Linked DNA regions of Neogale vison: region 2 is linked to region 1. Evidence: chromatin contacts called from public Hi-C data. All regions are on one chromosome and are shown on one strand. The core of a region is the stretch at or near the end of the contact, and the rest is flanking DNA. Distances in the headings are between cores, read along the strand shown. Region 1 holds the start of TLK1 (serine/threonine-protein kinase tousled-like 1). Region 2 holds the start of DCAF17 (DDB1- and CUL4-associated factor 17).

Region 1 (6,633 bases), core at 273-2,772:
TGACAAAGAATGCTATGCCTGAACCACCAGATTCAGGGCACAAAACACTTGATTTACAATTGTCAAGGCTGGGTAGTAAATATTGAGAGATATTTTAAAAATAAATTAACCCCACCATTTCCTACATAAATCAAAGCTCCTGGTTTCTTTGAAGGATTCATCACTCTTGGACTTCCAGACGTTTTTTGAAAATGTGGCTACAGTCTCCTTGTGAGACACAACTGGGAGTGAACAACCCATTTACCAATTGCTGATGAAGACCGCTGAACGTTTTCCCAGACAAAAGAGCGTTAAACGCTATTCCATGCATATTTATTCTTCCCTCATAAATGCGTGTTCTCCCAAATTTCATTTTATGTCGTATACTTAAAGTTAAATACAGCAAGTTGAAATTTTAGTCAAAAAGCACTCCTGCGTCTTACTAGCTGTGTAACTGCTACATCTGGTGGCAGCACACTTGCATGCAAGAAACCAGAAAACTTAGAAAACAATTGTAACCGATCTGGTGCGTGTTTGCATTAACCTTTACGCCGGTATTTCCCACAAAATCCACGACCCTGTCAGAGAACAGTAGTCTACTTGCAAAAAAGAGATAACGCACAAACACGCAGGAGGTGATGGCGAAGGAGAGAAAGTTGCAGCCATCTGGAGGGGGTGGTTTTAAAAGCCTGCCCACGAGTCAGTCTGTCGTTCAAATTGCTCTAAAGGGCCAGGCAGCGGATCAAAGCCGGCTTTGATAATTTAAGCGACTCTCCCGAAAGGGCAGGGACCCTGCTAGCGAGGGCATCCTCCAGGTCCCGGGCTGCAAAGCTCGCAGAGCCGGGACCGCCTCTATGGGAGGAGTGCGCGAGGGAAGGGGAGGGGGCTCAAGGGTGAATGCTTCAACCAGAGGGAAAACCCACCAGAGACCGGAGGCCAGGAGGTTAAGAGTACTGAGTGTACTGGCAAATGGAGCAGAAAGGGGCTGGCGTCCGGGGGGGAGGCTTCCTACCCTAGCAGTATTGGCTCTTAGGAATCCCATACGAGTCTGCGCGCCTCGCCCCGTCCCCTCCAGCGCGCACCCCCTCGTCCGTCGCCGCCGCCACCCGCGAACCACCACCCACAGCCAGCGCACCACCTCCCCGGAGCCGGGCGGCCTCGCGTCCACCCCGCCACCATCCCCCACCCTGGGGTCGAGGGAAGAGACCCGGGGGGCGCGGGGGCTACCGCGCGGGAGAGGAGGCCCGCGAGCGGGCGCGGGCGCGACGGCGCTTACCTTCCCTGGGCCTCCCGGATGGCGGCGTGTGATTCAGCAGGGACCTGGCCGCCGCCGCCGAGCCCGGGGTTGGAGACGTGGAGAGCTGGGACCAAGATGGCGGCCCCTCCAAACTTCCACTGCTACTTTGGACACTCATCAAGCTACTTTCTGGGAACCCGACTCCCCCCCTGCGACGGCAGCGGCGGCAACGGCACCGGCACCCGCCTCCGTCATGGCGGGGGCCGCGCTGAGGGCGAGCGAGGGAGCGAGGGCTGGGAGGGGAGAGTCAAGGGGATGGGGGAGGAAATCGAGAAGGGGGAGGTAGGGAGGGAAGAGGTGAGGGGAGGAGAGGGGACGGGGAGGAGGAGAAGGGGGAGAAGCGAGGGAGCAGGCGGGTGCGCCGGGGAAGAGGCGGAGGGAAGGAGCGCGGCGGCGGAGGCGTCGAGGGGGCGCCCTCCGGAGTGCAGGCGGAGTGCAGGCGGAGTGCGGGCTGCGCCGGCTGAGACTTCCGCGAGCGGAACCTGCCGGCACCTCTGCAGTGCGTCTGCCCCCGGCGTCGCCTGGGTGGCGGCGGCGGGCGGTGGGTGGCGGCTGAGGCGGCGGGGTAACCTCTGCATCAGTTACAGGCGGCGGCGGCGTCACGCGCCGCCTGTGCAAACACTATCGCGAGGCTCCTGCGCCTCCGGTAGCGGCGGCGGCGGCGGCGGCCGCGGGAGCAGGCATGGGGGAGGGACCTGCCAGGGGTTGGGGGCGGGGGGGTTGTGGAGAGGGAGCCAGCGCGCGAGGGAAGGAGGAGACGCGGGAGCCGGGCGCCCCTGGCGCACCCGCGGATAGCAGCGCGGCGCGGGAGCCGGGGGCTGGCCGACTCGCGTGCGCGGGGGCCGCCACCCCGCGCCGGCCGGAGGGAGGCGCACCCCGCACGCGCCCCCGCCGCGTCGCTCAGGCTCCGGCTCCCGCTCCGCTGCCACCTGACTCCCCCGCCCCCACCTCCCGCGGAAGCGCGCCTGGCTCCCGACCTAGACCCAGCCTGGGGAGAAATGCTTTTGCTCTCGCCGGGCTGTAGTTCTCAGGAGTTCGAGGTGATCATTTCTCAAAATGGAACTGAAAAGTTAAGAGTTGCTTCTTTCTTCCCCCTCTGTACCGTGCAAAAAAAAACCCCAAAAAACAAAAACCTGCGTGCGTCTCCCCGTCTGCAGAATGGGGAGTGATTATCGAATAAAAGAGCTAAGAAACTAAATTGGGGGCGAAGGTGGGTGAAAATAAAAACTTTGAATGTTTTCAAAAAAGAGTATTTACTGGTGTTGTGTACTCTGTGTGGTATAGCAGCTCTTTAAAACAACAACAACAACAAAAAAAAAACCCCAGTAAATTGACAATCTAAATAGAAAAATTTTATTAACTCATATTTAAGGAAACTGTCCCGTGTTCATCTTGTGGAAGAGGGTATGGTTTCTAGAAAGTTCCAATTTGTTTCCATGCCACTGCTGAGTCCCGGCTAGAAAATCCCAAGGAAAATTACAGCATTTGCTATAACTTATAGATACAGTGTAGCTTTCTACACACCCACACACGTAAGACACACCAGGGATTGGGCATCTTGTTCATAAAAGAGCAGTCTAATAGTTCAGGGAAAATACAGCAAGGTTATTGCTCTCTAAAAAAAAAAAAATTGAATAGAACACTAAACAGATTATGATATAGAGCAACTGCATAGACAGGAGGAAATGGTATGATTACCAGGGGAACAAAAATGTCATTTCTATTTTTTATTTTTATGACTTTGCATTTCTCACAGTAATGTTGTGTTCAGATAAACTATCATACTAGAATAGAACCTTGGTTGTCAGTTATCTCCAGAAGTAATTTTAGGTTTCTTATGCTTCAGATTCTTTAGTGAGTTTTTAGTCATGTTCTTTTCAAATTAAAAGGCAGAACTCACAAATTAAACAGTTTTTATGAAGTGTAACTGACATACAATAAACATATTTAACGTGTACAGTATGTATGTTTTGATGTGTATACAACCATGAAGCCAATTCTACAATCAAGATAATGAATATGTCTATCAGTCTCCACAGTTTCCTCTACCCTGTTGATGTTCTCTCACACTCCAACCCCTTCCCCAAGTAACCACACATCTGCTTTCTGTCACTTAGTTTGCATTTTCCAGAATTTAAAATAAATGGAATCTACAGTCTGTACTTGTCTAGCTTCTTTTTCTCAACATAGCTGAGTTTCATCTACATTGTTGCTTTTTTTTTTTTATTGCCTAGTATTCCATTGTATGAATATACTGTCTTGGTTGATCCATGCACCTGCTGAAGAACAATTGCCACATTCAGGGTATTACCCATAGTGCTACTGTGAACTTTCCCTCCTGTAGAAGTGTTTGTGTGGACATATGCTTTCTTTTCTCTTGGATACATACCTAGGACCTTAATATTCAACTTTTATACCAAATACATGCACTCTAAGGGGAAGCAGAGTTTCTCTAAAAAACATGTAGGTAAATGTATGATCTTTCTGTATTTTAAAACTAAGCTTAGCTGATTGTGGTGAGATGAGCAAAACAGAGGAAGTCAAGACAGCTGGGAATTAGTCTCAGCAGGTTAACAGTCCCTCTTGATTCAATTTCCTCACCTATGAAAAAGAGGTTAGTGTCGCTAGGTGGTCTCTAAAGGGCCTTCCAATGCCTAAACTTCAAACAGAGCTTAGCTCCTCTATGGTAGTAAACAAACCCAACCAAAGAGATTTGGTGGTAGGTTATCTTCCTCCCAGCCTTCTCCACAGCTTCAAGTTATCTTTACACCAACCAGGCGCCTTAACCTAAAAATGGAATACCATGCCATCATTTAAAATCAGGTTTTCAAAGAATACTGAAATAGATGACAAATGTTCACACTGTAGTAAGTGAAAAGGTATGACCCCAATTTGTGTATAAGCATACATAACAAATGACTCCAAGGTTATACCCCAAACAGTTAATACTAGCTAGCCTTGGGCTGTGAGATTAGATAATTATTCTTTGGTCCTTTATGATTTTCTAAACTTGGAAAATGGATCATTTTTAAGTAATTAAAACTAAAATCATACAAACCCATAATTCTATGAAATGATTATGATAGATGAAAACTTCAAGGGTGAATAGAGGCTCACACATCTTGCACATCAGCTAGTATACAGGGATTCAGAAATTGTTTGATAGAGATAGATGGGATGACTAGAGTGATGACCTGAACAATAGGACAAGGTACGAAACCGTCAGGAGAGTCCGGATTCAGAGAGCAAGGAACACCTGCCACTCTGGGGAAGGAGAAATGAAAAAAAAAAAAAAAGGCAAGGAAAGATCATTGAAAGGGGGGGTTTGGGCAAGGTTCTTTGTGAAATATTCCCAGAGAGACAGCCAGCATGAGAACACAGGAGTAAACTGAGTAAGTAAAAGGAGAATGCAGTACACCTGCCCAGAAACAATCAGGATGAGCTGGGGAAAATGTTCCCTCTGTGAATTGAGTGCTCCTTGAAGACAGACTCAAGCCCTTAGTACCATGCTTGGCACAGACCAAGGACTCCATCAGTGTTTGTGGAATGAATGAATGAATGATGAAGATCAGTGAACTGGGATACAGGTGAGGGAACAATAGAGGATAAAAGGTCTTGAAGGATATACAAAAGAGAGTATCTGAGCCCTAACCTATACCCTGGTCATAATTTACAACTATGTTTATTAGACTCCATTTATATATATATAATAGTAAAAATATTTGCAAGTCAAGACAATACTATAGAGACAATCAATATACTTTATACCTCTTACCATTTGATTCCTTCTAAATATGAGGAAATAATTAATGCCTAAGTTCCTTTACCCCAAACTAACCAGAAATGAGCCTAGAGAATGGATGGTGTCCTTTGTAAGTATGTCCCCAAACAGTGGGGTGCTAGAGCCAGTTCCTATGGCCCAGAGAGCAGACTGTGTACATCACTTAGTTCGGTGATGTCACACTGGTAGCTTGAAATCAGTGTTTACAACTCCAAAGTCATCAAAAGCTACAAATCAGGGCTCCCTCACCAGCATACCGCTGCTCCCATAGAGCATACATCATTTCCTTGCTGTCCATTTCCCTGCCTTGGCTAAAAGCCTAGGAGGACAAGGACATAGTCTGTCATGTTTATAGCTGTATTCCCAATGTCTAGCACCTGCCTGGCATCAAGTTGATGCCATATACATATTGATTGAGCCAATTAACTACCTGCATACTGGTTAGCAAGTGCTTGAGCCCTCTGAGCTAACAACCAGGCTGGCCACGCTGGCAGAGGAAGAAAGGACCAAATATCCTGCTACCCTCTCACACCGTTGGCCAATGTTTGTGATTTGGTAAAGTTTACTGACCTTGTTAGGGTTGCCAGATGAAATATAATTTTGCATGGTCCATACGGACACTAAAAAAGTATTGGTTATTTATGAGAAATTCAAATTCAGCTGAGCAGCCTGTATTTTTATTTATTAAATCTGGCAATCCTGGCCCTTCTGAACTAAGCAGAAAATTGTTAATGAGTTATTACCTAGTAAAATTGAATACTATGACCTGGAAATTCCATTCCACCCAAAGAATATGTCCTACAGGAATTCTTGTTCATGAGCTACAGGACATAAGAACAAGAATGTCCATAGTAGCCAAAAACTAGAAACCACCCAAATGTGCATTGACAAGAAAATGGATAAGTAAACAGTTACGTATATTCGCACAATGGGATACTACACAACAATTAAAATGCTCACAAGCACAATGCTGGTTTAAAAGGACAAATTAAAGAAGGATGTAATCTGTTTGACTCCATGTGAAAATACTCAAAACCAATCAAACTAATATGTTGTTTAGGAATGGAGACATGGCAAAACCCTGAAGAAAAAAGGAAAGGGGATGAGAAGTCAAAATCAGAGTGATTACTTCTGTCAGTGAGAAGGGGGGGAACTGACAGGGGCTTCAAAAGCATCAATAAATGTGCTACTTGTTAAGTTGGATGGGAGGATGGAAATATGTTTGCCTTATTCTATTTCTTTAAGTTACTCGTGTGTAAGATGTACTCTTACTACATACGAAATACTATCTTACAAATGTTTAAGGTATGAAGAAAGCTGTGGCTTCTTTACCAGACTGAACTTAGATGCCCTCCTTGTCTCCTCTGCTTGGACTCATCCCCAGATTTGATTTCTTTCTTTGTCCAAATGTATGCACACAGATGGGAGCTCTAAAGATGCCTGTCCTACCACTGCAACATGCCACCTCAAAAGTCTTTTTGGTAGATGCTTAGACAAATGACTCCATCACATTGGATTATGAAGAATTCTCACTTCACTGAGTTTGTTCTTACTGTGCTGCACAATTCACAAAGCT
Region 2 (6,514 bases), core at 2,227-4,726, 230 kb after region 1:
TGGTTCAAGTTTATCTCTGAACAAATGTTCAAGTTTAATAACCTGAATTCTTTATTCGGTTATACTATGCTTCTTTAAACAAAGTATATGAACAAAAAGCATTTTACTAACTTCTGAATTCATATCTCTTCTTCTCTATCTTTAAAATATCATGGTAGGGGAGCCTAGCTGGCTCAGTCGGTAGAGCATATGACTTGATCTTGGGGACATGAATTCGAGCTCATGTTGGAAGCAGATTACTTAAAAAAAAAAAATTTAAAAATCACGATAAATATGGTTAAGTATTCTGTAAACACAAAGGCACAGACTGAAAAAGAAAAAACAAAAACAAAAAACAATGTTTGTTTTATGTTTCAAATTGAGAAGTTACTTTCAAACCCTAAACTAGGGATATCTGTGCAAGCCATTTTACCGTCAACAAATGGAAAAAACATCTACTTTATAGGTAGAACTGTTGGAGATTTAAGTTTTTAGAAAGTTATTTCTTCTTAAGAACAATGTGGTTTCCTACTGATTTGAAGAATAAAGGGATTCTATACATTGTCCTTAGAATAGTCATTTAATCAACGTACATATGCACCCTTCATATACAGCCTAAAATGTGGTCAATGCATATGTATGTTGAATGAATGAATGGACTACTCTAAAAACAGTATGTTGGGGGGCACCTGGCTAGGCCAATCAGTAGAACAAGTAATTCTTGATCTTGGGATCATGAGTTCAAGGCCCATGTTGGGAATAGAGACTCCGGGTTTTTTTGTTTTTATTTTTGTTTTAAAGCTTTCATTTATTTATTTGACAGAGAGAGAGATCACAAGTAGGAAGAGAGGGGCAGAGAGAGAGGGGGAAGCAGGCTCCCCGCTGAGGAGAGAGCCCAATGCCAGGCTGGATCCCAGGACCCTGAGATTATGACCTGAGCCAAAGACAGAGGCTTAACCCACTGAGCCACCCAGGCACCCCTAGGGAATAGAGCCTCCTTTAAAAAGAGAGAGAGAGAGAGAGAAGAAGAAAAACAATTTGTTGGGAAAACAGACAAACAACAATTCTAATATAGTGCAGCAAACAATGTATGCAGAGTAACATGTTAGAAGAGGCAAGACCATAACTAAAGTGAAGGGGTCAGGAAAAGTGTCGGAGTAGAGCTGTGATACCTGGGATGAGTCATGAGATAAACAGAAAAGAGAAAGAAAGGAAGGAAGCATCAAAGATACAAAGATGTATCTTTGAGATGCAAAGATACACTGGCTTAAGCAAGTGAGCAACATTCAGAACCACAAGAGCAAATGTTAAGGATGGACAAAGAAATAAGGCTGAAAGTGTGGGCAAGATGCAGATAACAATGCCCTGATATTACTTTAAGGGATCCAGATTTTGTCTTATAAGGCACCTACACACACCCCAGATGTAGCCCCAAGGCCATGTTTCTCCTAGAGAAACCTTTTATTTTCAGCTTGATTAAAATAAAAAACAAAAACATTTTTTAAAAGGATATTCTGGATCATCTGAATGGCCACCTTTTAACTGATTACTGTCATAAGATTTCAGTTCACATGTTTGTGTTCAGCAGTGCACTGGCAAACAACTGGTACCATTTGTCACTGGCACAGGTTAATGAGAAAGAAATGGGAACTACTTTATGTAAAGAATGGTGTTTGACAAGTGAAGGTCAAATAAAATCATGACACGTTGAATAAAGGAAAGCTTTGCAGTGGTTTAAAGAAAGAAAAAGACAGACCTTTTCTAAGGAAATTATGCTATGGAGAACAGTGAACATTTGCTTTTGAAGCTTATTAGGTCCAGCAAAAACAGTCTCATTGGTAACAAAGAATATGTATTCATTTGAATTTATTTGTTTTATAATTGTGCTTCATTTCACTTATAACTGGGAGTTACAGTCGTATAAGATATACAACATAAGGAATTTATATATAGTTTTATATTTGCATATATTTAACATACTGAAAATATTTTAAGTTAACAATAGAGAATCCTGGGTATCGACTCAGGCTTGAGAAATTCTGTTCTGGGAGCCACTGAAAGATGTTACTGAAGAAATGACAAATTTGTGCTTTAGAAAAACCACTCTGGCAGCAGCATGGAAGGTTGGAATCGTAAGTACTTAAGGCAAGGAGGAGGATACTTAATATAATAATGTGATAAAATTGTGAGGCCCTAAATTACTTAGGTGATCTAAAAAGGAGACGGATAGGAGTTAGAGTCAAAAAGATCTGGTTGTGGGTGAGGAAAGGAAGGTATTCAGGAAGACAGCCCTCTGGGTGAGTTGGTGGTAGGATAAAAAACCACAGGAAGACAAAACAAGTGAGGGTGAAGGGGAATGAGAAGTGAGAGATGATGAATTTAAGTCAGCAATGATTTGAATTTCATTCCATCCAAAGAAAATCCAGTTTTTGTTTCTGGGTCCCAGTTTTCTCGGTGACAGCTGCATTCATGAATTACCAAATTAACTATTATAGCGCGCTCTAAAAATACACATAGCACTCCACAGTATGCTGTAAATAAGTCATGAAAAATCAGCAAAAGCCCAGGCCCTGAAGGAAATTCGGCAGGGTTAAAAAGAGATGTGACAAATTGTTACTCAACACTTAAATTGTGACCCAACGCACTCACCCAGTACGGTACTCGGCTCTGTCAGTCAGAGGCGATCGTTCTCTCGCCCAAGTAGGATCGAGAGGTAGCAGGTAGCGAGCCGAGCCCACGTGGAAGAAGCAAAGACACCACCCTCAAGGGGCTGGCAAAGCAATGGGGCACACAGAGTGAACGATTACTGAAAATGTAGTGTCGTGGGAACTTTGATCCTACAGGCAGGGGTCGCTGACAAAGTTACCTTTTACTTAGAGGAATCAACGTGGAATATCTTAGTCCGGTAAGAATGTAAACATTTCCTATTTTATTACCAAAAGAAGGAAAGAAAAAAAAAAAAAAAGAGGCGAGAGGAAGGAAAGTAATTATTGCGAAACCAGCCTGTATCCCCACAGGCCACGGAAAAGCGAGCTCTGGAAAAGAGTAATTCAACCCTAGTTCGGTGGGAATGCAAGCATCTTCCACCACTAACTCATCATTCAATAACAATGTTCATAGACCCAAAATGTTTAACCGTCAACCTCATCCACAACGTCCAACGTGCGACGGAGGGGAAAGCCGCGGGGCGTACCTTTAGCATGGACGCTGCTTTGGGGGAGGGGGGGTCGCACTCGATACAGCGCCCCTCTTGGCACCCGGCCAGGGCCTCCCAGAACGAAAGTCCGGGGAGTGAGGGTACCGGGGCGGCACAATTCGTACAGTAAACCGACACCAGGAGGCGGCAGCACAGCGCCCCCGGGGCTCTGCCCTGCGCCGCGTGCAGAGCCGGAAAGGGGTGGCCGCCGCACAGCGCAGCCTCCTCGCGGCCGGGCTGGGCGGGGCCACGACTGGTTGGAGGCAGGGCCGACGCAAGAGCTCCCTTCGCGCCGCCTGATGGGAATTGTAGTTCTGGGAATTAGCCAGGCTTCCTCAAAGGGCTCTGGGAACTACACTTCTTGTTGAGCGAACGGCTCCCGCAGGCCGCGCGTTACGGGGGCGTCACACTGCCCGCACCCGGGTCCCGAGCTGCAGAGTGTTTGAGGGGCAGGTCGGAGGGGGGTGCCTTTTCCTTCACTCTGCGCTCAGGCCGTGCCGATCCGTGTTATCTCGCCCCTCTGCCGTGCGCTCCTGGCCCGGCTCCCGGTGTCAGCTTTTCCTGGGCCCCTCAAGGAGTTGGGGCCTGGAGGTTCGGAGTTAACGGCCGCTGCCTGGCGCGGGAGAGAGGGGCGCTCCCCTCTTCAGTCCAGCCAACCCCGCACCTGGCCCTTGCCTCCATGGGCCCAACTCAGAAACCCAACGTGTGCCGCCAGCTGAGTCGCCGGGCTCTAGGCTTCTTCTCGCGGGACGCAGGCGTGGTGCAGAGGACGAACCTGGGCATCCTGAGGGTGCTGGTGTGCCAGGTGATCGCCGGCGGCTGGGAATGGGGCCAAGGGCAGGGGGCGACTGGCGGCCAAGCCTCCTCCCGGGGCGCAGTTTTTCTGCATTAGAGCCCTTTTTTAAGAAGATCACATGTCTTGAGCAGGGGAATCCAGGCCCTGAACCTGGGGAGTTAGTAAATATCTGTTAGAACCGGCAGATGCTTTTAGTTTTACGCTTATGTCTTCCTGCAAATGATCTTCCAGAAATTTGGTCACCCCGCTTAACACGCGAGGGCAAAGTGAGGAAGATAGGAACATAATGTTTTAAATAACGTACGTAGGATTACTTTGAATACTGTAGATTTAACTATCCCACTTAAAATCGGTGCACGGTAGAGACTTACGAGTTATTCCTTAAACCAAAATTCCTTGTCTTTCAGGAAAGTACTAAATTTAAGAATGTGTGGACAACTCATTCCAAGTCACCTATAGCCTATGAGAGAGGAAGAATATATTTTGACAATTATCGGTGCTGTGTCAGCAGGTATCTTTTTGATGAACATTTTTGCTTTAATTCACCTCACTATTAATCTTTACTAATTTTTATAGAACCACATGCTATTTCAGTGCTTAATGAAATAGGAAGAATGAAAAAATTAGCCCAAAATAAGAGTAAGTGGTAAAAATGGGTTGTAATTTTAAAATCTTGTTAAATTCGAAGTTAGAGATTTCATTTTTGCAAATACCAATTTAAAACGAATTTATAGTGCAGGCAAAATGATGGGTTGCTCGGGTATGGTATAATGTTTTATTATGCTTGAAAGATATCAGAGTTAAGGAAGCCAAGTATCTAATAATTAGATACTGCTTTAGAGAGTAAATTTTTTTAAGATTTTTATTTATTAATTTGAGAGAGAGAGTTATCGAGAGAAAGAGAGAGAGAGCAGGAGCAGGGAGGAGTGAGAGAAGCAGGCTCCCTGCTGAGCAGGGAACTCAATCCTCAATCCCACAACCCTGGGATCATGCCCTGAACCACCCAGGCACCCCCTAGAGAATTTCCCTGTTTTGTTCTGGAAGTACTTGCCTTTTTTTGTTTGTTTTAAGAGAAAAATTTAAACTTGCTTCAAAGAGAGTAGTATAAGTGAACCTCCCTATACTCATTACCAAGATTCAAAAGTGATCCACATTTTGCTGCATTTGCTTTTCTAACCCATTGCCACCTTTTCCTTGACCTTTTTACTAAGTATTTTAAAGCATATTCGAAACACCACACCACACTTAAGTTCACTTCTCTAAAAAAGAGGGACTTTTTTCTTTCTTTTAATAGCTTTATTAAGATATAATTCATATAATACAGTTCACCTATTTAAAGTATACAATTTTATGGTTTTTGTTGAAATTCATATTCAATGATAGGAATTTTGGTGAACCATTGTGGTTCATATAGGCAACCATTACTACAGTTAACATTTTCATCACTTCAAAAAGAAACCCTATTCCATTAGCTGTAGCCCCATCAACATTACCCATAAGCAACTACTAGTATACTTTATGTTTCTATAGATGCACCTGTTCTGAACATTTCATCTGAATTGAATCACATAGTATGTGGTCTTTTGTGATTGACCTATTAGTAGATTACCAGTATATTATAAGAGAATATAACTCAAGAACAGCCAGATAGATGAGATATGTGGATATGTGGGAAGGGGGATGGTATATCCATGCTTTTTGAGCATACTACTGTCCCTAAATCTGTATGTGTTCACCAACCCAGAATTTTCTCTCCTTTGGTAATATATACATTTAGTGCTATTCATTTCCCTCAAGCTCTGTTTTTGCTGCATCCCACAAATGTCCATATATTTTATTCGTCTTCATTTTGTTAAAAATATTTTGAAATTTCTCATGAAACTTCTTTGACCCATGTGTTAATTAGAAGTCTGTTGTTTAATCTCCAAATCTTCTGGGATTTTCCAGCTTTCTGTTACTGACTTCTTGTTTTTTTTTTTTTAAGATTTTATTTATTTATTTGACAGGCAGAGATCACAAGTAGGCAGAGAGGCAGGCAGAGAAAGAGGAGGAAGCAGGCTCCCTGCTAAGCAGAGAGCCCGATGTGGGGCTCGATCCCAGAACCCAGGGATCATGACCTGAGCCGAAGGCAGAGGCTTAACCCACTGAGCCACCCAGGCGCCCTTCTGTTATTGACTTCTCATTTATTTCCACTGTAGTCTGAAAGTAATACTTCGTATTACTTCCGCTCTTTTAAATTTGTAAAGGTGTGTTTTGTGGCCCAGATTGTGGTCTGTTGGTGAATTTCATCTGAGCTTGAGAACAATGTGTATTCTGCAGTTATTGGATGAAATATTTTTTGGAAGTCAGTCGGATCCCATTGACTGATAGTACTGTTCATTTCAACTATATCCTTATAGACTTCCTGTTTGCTGGACCCACCAGTTACTGACAGACATGTTGAAGTCTCCCAACTATAATAGTAGATTTGTTTCTACTTGTGTCCTGTCAGTTTTTGTCTCACATGTTTTGACATTGTGTTGTTAGATGGTATACACATTAAG

What was found. Hi-C and Micro-C count contacts between places; a contact is called where the count stands out from the background.
Region 2: a contact with region 1 is called in a Hi-C map of muscle, with 5 times the contacts expected there. The contact joins the promoter of DCAF17 here to the promoter of TLK1 in region 1. A contact is called at or near these places in 2 of 3 Hi-C or Micro-C datasets (fibroblasts and muscle).

What each region holds. Positions count from the first base shown.
Region 1 is chr3:67,754,069-67,760,701 of ASM_NN_V1, forward strand. TLK1 (serine/threonine-protein kinase tousled-like 1) reads right to left here and starts at 1,523. Exons shown (of 21, transcript XM_044242314.1): 1 at 1,256-1,523. The coding sequence starts at 1,394.
Region 2 is chr3:67,983,786-67,990,299 of ASM_NN_V1, forward strand. DCAF17 (DDB1- and CUL4-associated factor 17) reads left to right here and starts at 3,477. Exons shown (of 14, transcript XM_044242318.1): 1 at 3,477-3,980; 2 at 4,379-4,482. The coding sequence starts at 3,855. It overlaps METTL8 (mRNA N(3)-methylcytidine methyltransferase METTL8), which reads right to left and starts at 3,383. Exons shown (of 11, transcript XM_044242325.1): 1 at 3,173-3,383.